Linked DNA regions of Solanum lycopersicum: region 2 is linked to region 1. Evidence: chromatin contacts called from public HiChIP or PLAC-seq data. All regions are on one chromosome and are shown on one strand. The core of a region is the stretch at or near the end of the contact, and the rest is flanking DNA. Distances in the headings are between cores, read along the strand shown.

Region 1 (4,857 bases), core at 2,176-4,675:
GGAATAGTACCATTCAATTTGTTTCCATGAACGTTGCTGCAACAAAATCAGGTGTCAATAACTACCAAACAAGCATGGTCGTGCATAATTGAAACACTTCGGACATTAAAAACACTCACAGACTATTCAAATTGGTACATGAGCTAATATTGGAAGGTATGGGCCCATCTAGGTGGTTGTTTGCAACATTTCTGAAACATACAACATGAGTAAATAAATAATGATGTTAACAAGTCCAAAGTAGAAGATGAAGAGAAACGGGATTTACAAGTCAAACAATTCTGTCAGCTTTCCAAGTTCTGGTGGTATGCGTCCAGTAAGTTGGTTATCATTCAATTCCCTGCAAATTACCATCTTTGAGCCTTAAGGTTGAAGAAAGTCTCTTAATAAAAATTCTCATAACAGCTTTCTATCATTCAAATCCGTGGTTGCCCAAAGGCTAAATAATCAAACAAATGCTTCTAAATGGTAAGCATTCATTTAAAAGGGTTTGAACAGGAAGAACAAAACAAAGCTAACAAAAAATGATTGATAGAAGGCATTCATACAAGTAGTGGAGCTTTGTCATATTTCCCAGCTCTGGAGGAATGGAACCAGATAGCTTGTTCCCGTGTAGATACCTGCAATACAATGCGAACTTACAGTAATTGATCCACTACACAATTTAGGAAGCACAAAATGATCCAAATTGCTTTTAATAATGTTGAAGTACTAACAATTTCTCTGTGTAAGTCAAATTCCCAAGAATTGAAGGAATTGTTCCACTCAACATATTGCAGCTCAAGTCCCTGACAGTAAAAGGGTCAGAAAACTTAAATAACAGATGCATTATAATGGTTTCCAAGAATTAGATTCAGTAGCATTAGATTGAGATATCAAGACACAAAACACTCACAAAACTGCAAGAGCTTGCATCAATCCAATTACAGAAGGGATCTGCCCTGAAAGACGATTACCTTGCAAAGACCTGGAATGATGAAAGTACACTTCAAACAACCATATATTGAATAGTTTGTAATGAAGAGAAGCAGCATAAACTTACAAGGTCGCTACTTGCAGGAAACCAATATTGAAAGGAATCTCTCCGGTCAAATCATTATAAGACAAATCTCTGACAGAACAAAACAAGGTGTTATGCCAACCAAACATACAGAATATAGTCAAACTTCATTCAATTGATTTAGATACTTACAGAACCTGGAAGGCAGTACAGTTGCCAATATTTTGAGGAATGGAACCAGTCAAACTATTGTTCCGAACATCACTGTACAACACAATGAACAATGGTTAATGTCATCACCTAGAGGAACTAAAGTAAGATCTTAAGAGCAACAGGATTACAAACTTACAAGTACCACAGGCCGGTGAGCTGACACATATCAGGAGAAAGGGATCCACCCAAGTTGTTACCACGCAGTCCCCTATATGAATAAAAACATACAACAGATGTAATCATATCCATATACGAAATGAAAGTGTCCTAAGGTTAAAACAAACAGGAAGAAGAGGAACACCGGATTAAAACACTCACAGATACTGCAGGACTTCGTTCCAGTATATCAGCCTAGGAATTTCTCCACTTAACCTATTTTGAGCCAGGTCCCTGGAGGAAGTTCTTGGATCAAACTAAAATTATTCATAATCTACCAATATCATGACAAAGCAGAGAGAATATACTTACAAGACCTTCAAGTTAGGGATCTGTGACAATGTAGATGGAATTGGTCCAATCAATTGATTATTCTTCAAAATCCTAAGTTGAATAAGACGAGCATAATCAACTAACAATCTCGGAAAGCAAATAATACAACATTTAGAAGAAGGAGAGTATCAAAACTTACAGATATTCCAGTTGCTTGAGTTTAGATATGGAGAAGGGAATATCACCATAAAGCTCATTGAAGGAAAGGTCCCTAAGGGAAAAAATGGTTACTTATTTTTCCAAACAATAACACAAGATTCAGAAGCATTTCATACTTACAAATTTTTCAGTGCTGAACAGTCACCAATCTCATCTGGTATCTGGCCAGAAAGGCGATTTCCCCTCATATCACTTCAAAAAAAAATTAACAGGCATAGTCTATAATGTGCACTAAGTCAAAAGATCAAACAAAAAGGGTAATTGTGAGATAATGGGAGGAGATATTACATAGATACAAGGCCTTTGAGCTGTCCAATAGCAGGAGACAACTCCCCATCAAGATTTAAACTCGAAAGATTACTACAAGATAATGTCAAAAGATTACAACTTTATAACTAAAGAATCCCAAATGATAGTGTTTTTGAGTTATGTCTTACAGTTGAACAACATTGAAGGTGACATTATCACAGGTAACACCTCTCCAGGCACAGTAATCAGATGAAGGAGAATCAGTCCAGTCATACAACACATTCTCCACGTCCCTAATTGACTTCTTAATTTCCAACAATGCAGAACCTATTTCCCAATTATTATTATAATAATGAGACAAAAAAATAAACCTTTAACAAATAACAACTACAAAACGTGGGATTAATCAAAAACCACCATTTAAAAAATGATTAAAAAAAGCACACTTTGTCTTTTTAACATCTTAAACAAAACATTAAACTAAAACATAAGAAGCAGAAAGTTCTACTACTCTACTCTACTCACCATCATCAGACACCACAGAACCAAAGCTGAAGAAAATCAAGAACCCCAAAATAAGAAGAACCTCAAAGAGAAGATTACATCTTTGGAGTAAAAATGATGCCATGGTAGACTCAAGTCTCAGTCAAAACTCAAAACCTCACTAACTCAGCTCCTTTGAAATGGAAAAACCAATTCTTGAACTAACCAACATTGATGTTAGAGAGATCAAAAGGATAATTTTACTGAGGAATTGTGCTTAAATGTGAAGTGAAAGAGAGTTTTGGGGTTGTGGGGTTTTAGCAGAGGAAGCATAGTGTTCCATCACATCCTTGTGGCAGATAGGCCTCACACTAATACATACAACGGATATTAAGTTTACTCTCAATGTAAAAAAAAATGATAGAAAAGAGAGAGAGAGAGAATTATTTGAGAAGATAAAAGTTAAAAGAGCTTGTGCCAAGAGAAGGGGGTCTGCAACTGCAAAATTCAGACCTGCAACATTACAGGTATATGGGATAGTAGCAGTAGTAGTGTACTTACTCTTTCTCTCTCATTATCTCTCTCTATACACTTGCTTTTCAATTACTAGTGCCACTTTTATTGCTAGTCCATACACATGTATTATCATTTAAGTGTGATAACAGAGTGCCTTCTCTGGCTTCATTTCATCACAAGTCACTGTCTCTGCAAACAAGGGCAAAGCTTAAAGGGGTAATCCTTTCTCAAGTTTGACAGTGACTACGCCTTAATTCTAATGAAATCATAAACTATTTTCTTATTTTTAAGCTGAAGTTTCATTCTAAATATAAATCAGCTTCAAATTTAATCAGATTTTAATATAAATACAAAACGTCGATGGCTTACCCAAAAAATGTTTGACAATGACTACTCTTCACTACCCAACATGTGCAGTTATGTACTCACGAGAAATGGGGTTTCAACCTTTTCAGTGGGGTAATGCGTTGTTTGTCTCGATCAGTGTTATATGATTTATGAAGCCATAGGATATTATCACAAGTAATGATGGGAGGGTTTTACCTACACATTTGTTTCTTTTCTTCATATTTAGCTAGCAACTGTCCTATCATCATTTAAGGTAAAAATGCTACTTCTCTCAGTTTTAATTTAAGTGTTTTGGCTATAATTTATCATTTATAAAATTTAATAGCTAGTTTGTTGATATGATATTATAATATGAAATCATAATATAAAATTAAAATTTTATTTAGATATATGATAAAAAAAATTGTTTTGTATATGAATCTCATAAATTGTAAAACTATTAACATAATCTCAATTTTTTATTCAGTCTTATCAAATAAAAAAAATCATAAGATCGCATTTAAATTATCACAAAGTTACTTGTTTTCCACTACGGTAACTGTTTCATCTAACTTTAGTTCAATAAAAAAATTGAACATAAATTATAATGTACTAATTTTTAATATAATCTTCTCACATCGTCTGGACATTTCCTCATGTTGAACTTGTATTTCTCGATCATGTGATTGAGAAGAAGAACCAATATTGTTACTTTTAAGTTGTAATAAATATAAAACGGTAAAAAATAATAAATTAGGTGTTGAAATAAATGAAGAGAACAAATTTATTAACTCAACAATCGATTGGTGTGAGTTAAAGTAATTATATGTTGGTAAGAAAAATAAATTTTATGTCGTGAGAATAATAAATTTTGAAAGTAATGATCTGATTATAAATTTTATTTACAAATGAAATAAATGGTTAGTAGATATAAATATGGGTTGTTTTAACAAAATACAAATATGTGGATCAATTTTTGTATTAAAAATATATCAAATCATGATATGAAATTTCCATATCATGGTTTTTGAAGAATATGGAATTACATCTCATGATATAGAATCAATGTATAATCGCATGTTCAAACGCTGATTCCTTCTCACGATTTCATATCGTGATATGATATCACATGACCAAACGCCTACTTACTTTTCATTCGTTTAACATGAAATTGAAGTTTTGCTTAGCCATATAGAAATTATGATTTTGAAATTCTATTGTTAGCTCATAAATCAAAATCTCACCAAATATTGTCCTAACTTTATTCATACAATCTTACTAAATAAGCAAAAATTCATAATGAAAGTATAATAACTATTATAAAGTTATTCTAACGGTCCGTTTGGTCATTCGATATGGTATTATGATATGGAATCATACTAAAATTGATGTTTTGTTTGGACATGCGATATGAAATTTTG
Region 2 (4,647 bases), core at 516-3,015, 160 kb after region 1:
AATCTAAGCACTTCGAGAGAAGTAGAGAGGAAAGTAAGAAAAGACAAAACGGCATCAAAAAATTATGCCTCCCATTGAAGCTCAGGGTTAAGCAGTGAGACCTAAGAAAGAGAAGAAGCTGTCAGCATATCAGCCTACTCAAGAGAGTAACGGGTTTGTAATATATTATGAAAACAGACAGTGATAACAAGAGCTACTAGCAAGATAAAGGGCACAACTTTAGTTGATTCTTACAGAACTAATTGCAAAAGCAGCTCCAAAGCCAACAAGAGAGTTCATATTTGGTGATCCCTTTGTGAATGCCAGAAGACCATCAAAGAGCAGCTCTGGAACATAATTTATTTCGGTTAGTAATGAACTAAGATGATAAGCTACATAGTTCCTATCTACATAACTGCCAAAAATGACGCTAGGTATTGAGGTAAAAAAAAAATAGCATGGTGCACTGAGCTCCCACTAATGCATGAAGTTCATGGGAAGGGCCAACCCACATTTTCATTTGAATTCTTGACATGACACTATTAACTTGCAAACTGAAAACAGGTTCTAAATGCTACTCATAATAACAACTTTAATCGACTCTCTTCCAAAACTTAACGCAGAGATGATAGTGAAAATTGGACATCAAATTCAAACACAAGGTCATACCCATTTGATTTTTTTAGTTAACTTCCACATTTAACTAGAAAAAGTAACAAAGGAACATAAACAAATAAGAAAACAGAAAAAGATAAATGGAGTAGAAAGTAACAGTCAATTAAGAAAGAAACAGAACAGAATAAACAAGTAGTGATTAACCTCGTCGAAGTCCTAATAAAGCCCCAACGGCCAATCCAGCTTTGTCATAAGAATTATGCAGTATATCCAACATTGAACCTGTATCAATGTGGATCAACTAGTCTGAGTTATCCAGAACAGAAAATTTCATCAAACACTAGCTATTTAGCTTTTGGTACAGATATTTCCAAGCTGAATTGCATATAGTTCCAAAGAAAAGCAATGTAACCGGATGCTTTTTTCATAGCTGAATTTCATATAATATTGTTATGGAACCGGTTAAGAGTATTTGCCTTTTTTCTTTTCAACATCTTTTACTAACTGTTAAATCAAGAGTTCAAATCGTTGTTGTTCTGAACTAGCAAGCATGCATATTAACTCAGAAATGAATTGTGCATCTTTCACTAGTTTACCGTGAATATGAATGCCAAGAGAGTACAAAATATGAGTAGCGTGAGTTCCACAGCATAAAGCAACCAGAGTCCAAGTGGAAGCCACTGGGTTACGACTCTTAACAAGCAACGTCACCTTTTTCTTCACCGTTTCCTTCCACTTCACCTTGGCATCGATTCCTCTAACCCAGATGACCTCTTCTTCGACGGAAAACCACATTTCGGCAACCTCTTAGCCAACACTAGAGACGTCAAACCAGTCTCAGCTGCATCCGGTTTCAACATATTGACCACAGCCAAGTCAACTTTGCCTTCCGCTCACAAGATCGCCTTGACGCGTGAGACACACGCGCCACACATCATCCCGCTCACATCTAGAAGCGCCGTCGTCTCATCATTTTTCAACTCTACCTGCTGCTCAATTCAACTCACCGTAACTTCGAACTCCACAGGCTTGGCCAATACGGCATTGAGCCACAGGAATAGCTGACTACTACGACATCGCTGATGGATGACAGTTTATATAGAGAGAGTACATGTTTTTTAGCTTTTCATTTCGTGTTAGTTTAGTCATTTCTCACTTGGTAATTTACTTCTAATTTTGGACCCATGGAGGAAGGAACTTCTAATGGTTTGACCAATATCTTAAAAAATATTCGAAAAAAGCCTAAAATATCTTTAAAGTATTGAAAATGGTATAAAATTACCCTTCGTCCACCTATTGGCTCCAAAATGTCTTTTCATCCACCTATTAGCTCCAAAATACCCTTGTCAACCACCTTTGAGTTCAAAATTGACCACTAATTTAATGATAATTTAAACTATTTAAATATTTTTTAAATATTTGATGCTCAACTATTGGTTATAATTTAATTTATTTGTATCATTTATAAACCAACTCACTACCCACTCATTACTAACTAAACACCACCCAATTAATAATTCAACTATTATATCAAAATCGTCATAAACACTACTAAAACACGATGAAATTATAGATTCCTGAAAATGACATCCAAAATTATTCGAGTCCTAATCAAAGCTCCAATTAAATTTATGTTGAGCCGTTTATTTAGGAGGACACTTTCAATAGAATTTTCTTTCAAGATTGAATTAGAAATTTATGATTAAATGTAAAGAATTAATATATCCCGAATTAATTCATGCACTTTTTTAAAATATACTTTTATAAATATTTATTATTTGTTTTAAAACCTTTAATATATTATTTTGAAAAAAAGTTACCTATGAAGTAACATCATATAATTGAGACGTGAGAATAATTAAGATGAACAAAGTTAGACTTTTAAATTTGTGGGTAATTTTTATTTAGACACTTAAATGTATGATAATTTACTTCAATAGATATTTTGGTCTCAAATTTTTAAAAACACTCAATTGGCAGTATCTTTTCTGTTGTTGCATTAATAATGTGACGGGTTTATTAATCTGGTGGGTTTAATTAGCAATGGGTGGGTAGTGGATTGATTTATAAATTATACTAATAAGTTAAATTATAACAATAGTTGAGCGCCACGTATTTAAAAAAATATTTAAATAGTTTAAATATAAAACCGTTAAATAAGTGATGAATTTTGAACCAGAAGGTGGATGACAAGGGTATTTTGGACCCAATAGGTGAGTGAGAAGGGTATTATGGAGCCAATATGTGGATATTATACCATTTCCAATACTTTAAGGGTATTTTAGACCCTCTTCCAAAAAATATTTGCCTGATTTGGCAGATTACGTGCATGACATTTTGACTAGTATAAGCTTCACAAAAGGATGCTACGAACACAGTTACCAAAACTTTACAGGAGTCAGTATTATCTAGTGTTACCATCATTATAACAAAATGATTGTTTCTTGGTTTTATTCTATAGTTAGGGATACAATCTTGATCAAGTTTCAGTGTTGATTTCACTATTTCCGGTAGAGAAATAGCTTCATCAAATGTAACTTGATCTCTTAATCTTTCCCCATATTGGCTAGTTCATATCTCCTCTCTCACTCAGTATGTGTGGACAAATACAAAATAACACTACTTGAGAGGAGAACAATCTGATCAATGGCATGTTGGATCAGTCAAGGTGCTTTCGCTTTGTTGTTAATCATGTTAATAATCAACAGGGAATCAGATTCCACCATCACGTAAAATGAACTTCTGCAAATAAACCGTTTCACACACTGTAAAAGAGCTCTGCCCTCAGCCATATTATTCATCACAGAGCAGCCAAGATTGGCCCTAATGATACAACAACCTCCTCCAAAGCTTCCTAGTTCCCTTTACAACAGCCATCAATGTTTAGTTTTAGTCATTCAAACTCAGGCTTATTCCATCTAACCGGTCCACTACTGATTATTTCTTTTGCCTTTTCCACTAAATTACACATCAAATTTCCGGATAGAGGCAATTGGACTTTGGGAAATTGGCCATAAAAATTTTGGTCATCTTTTCACAGACCTGCTGAATAATAACTCTGCCAGACATGTGAACATTATCATACCTAGCAACCACTTCTATTTTTCTTTATCTCCCAGCATATAACAGTTGGGAAGCATTGAAATAGCACTGCATGGATACCATTATTAGCTTTAGATAGCCACTAAACATGAGTAATTGTTTCATGTTACCGCCATTTCTAATTACTGTACTACAACTTTGACCAAAGAACCAAATATGTTTTGCAATCTTTCTTGAACGAAAAAAAGGTGCATGATAATCTCTTCATTATGAGTAGTACAGAAGGAACATCTAGATCGTAGCATCATAGCAAATATTTGTGTCACTTCAAACCAGTGATGGATCCAGGTTTTGAAGTTTATAAATTCCTACAATGAAATACATGGTATGAACAAAAGATATCAGTCCCCTGAGCGCATACCTTAAGGGCTAGATCCGCTCCTGCTTCAAACCTAAGAATGCTGGATTCAACAGAAATGATTGCTACAGTCCTTTATGCTCATTCCTTCTCTATCCTATTTAATGTGAAGAGTTGATTGTCTCTATCAAAATATGATTTCAAGTACAAGCAGTAATAGCCTAGATTATGTTCCAACATTAGAATGGTTGATACTACTGACATCAAGACTTGAAGACTGCAATAGTCTATAATTGACATATTATTGGGCATTCGATTTTTAACACTTAAAGAGGAGAAAAATCTCACAGAAGTACGTATCCAACAAATAAGATACAACTGTGTGAGTGTAATGGGGTACATATCTCAAAGTTCTAGACCATCAGGCAGAAATAGACACCATCTGAACATGAAAAAATGCTAATCTGTCAATGGTCAATCAGAAAACATCATATCTCTATGTTGTTCTGAAAGGACGAATGATCATAATAAGCGAGCACCATAAGACTGGTACAGCCAAATTCTAGATGAAACCCATTCAACTTCCAAGATGAACAAACAGGTGCCTCAAAATGAATTAGGTTCTCCGTTTGATGTTATGGGGCTTGATAATC

Evidence for each region. HiChIP or PLAC-seq counts read pairs in DNA pulled down with a chosen protein or histone mark.
Region 2: an RNA polymerase II HiChIP or PLAC-seq map of leaf shows a contact between it and region 1, with 6 times the contacts expected there. The contact joins the promoter of LOC101266743 here to the promoter of LOC101266437 in region 1. A contact is called at or near these places in 1 of 8 Hi-C or Micro-C datasets (leaf) and 1 of 1 datasets of contacts at active chromatin or transcription factors (leaf).

The regions. Positions count from the first base shown.
Region 1 is chr8:50,416,195-50,421,051 of SLM_r2.1, forward strand. It overlaps LOC101266437 (ERECTA-family receptor kinase), which reads right to left and starts at 3,426. Exons shown (of 27, transcript XM_004244995.5): 1 at 2,636-3,426; 2 at 2,299-2,437; 3 at 2,150-2,221; 4 at 1,982-2,053; 5 at 1,842-1,913; 6 at 1,682-1,753; 7 at 1,532-1,603; 8 at 1,350-1,421; 9 at 1,193-1,264; 10 at 1,043-1,111; 11 at 896-967; 12 at 717-788; 13 at 549-620; 14 at 269-340; 2 more. The coding sequence starts at 2,738.
Region 2 is chr8:50,573,355-50,578,001 of SLM_r2.1, forward strand. LOC101266743 (copper-transporting ATPase PAA2, chloroplastic) reads right to left here and starts at 1,766. Exons shown (of 7, transcript XM_069288016.1): 1 at 1,191-1,766; 2 at 799-876; 3 at 235-326. The coding sequence starts at 1,389.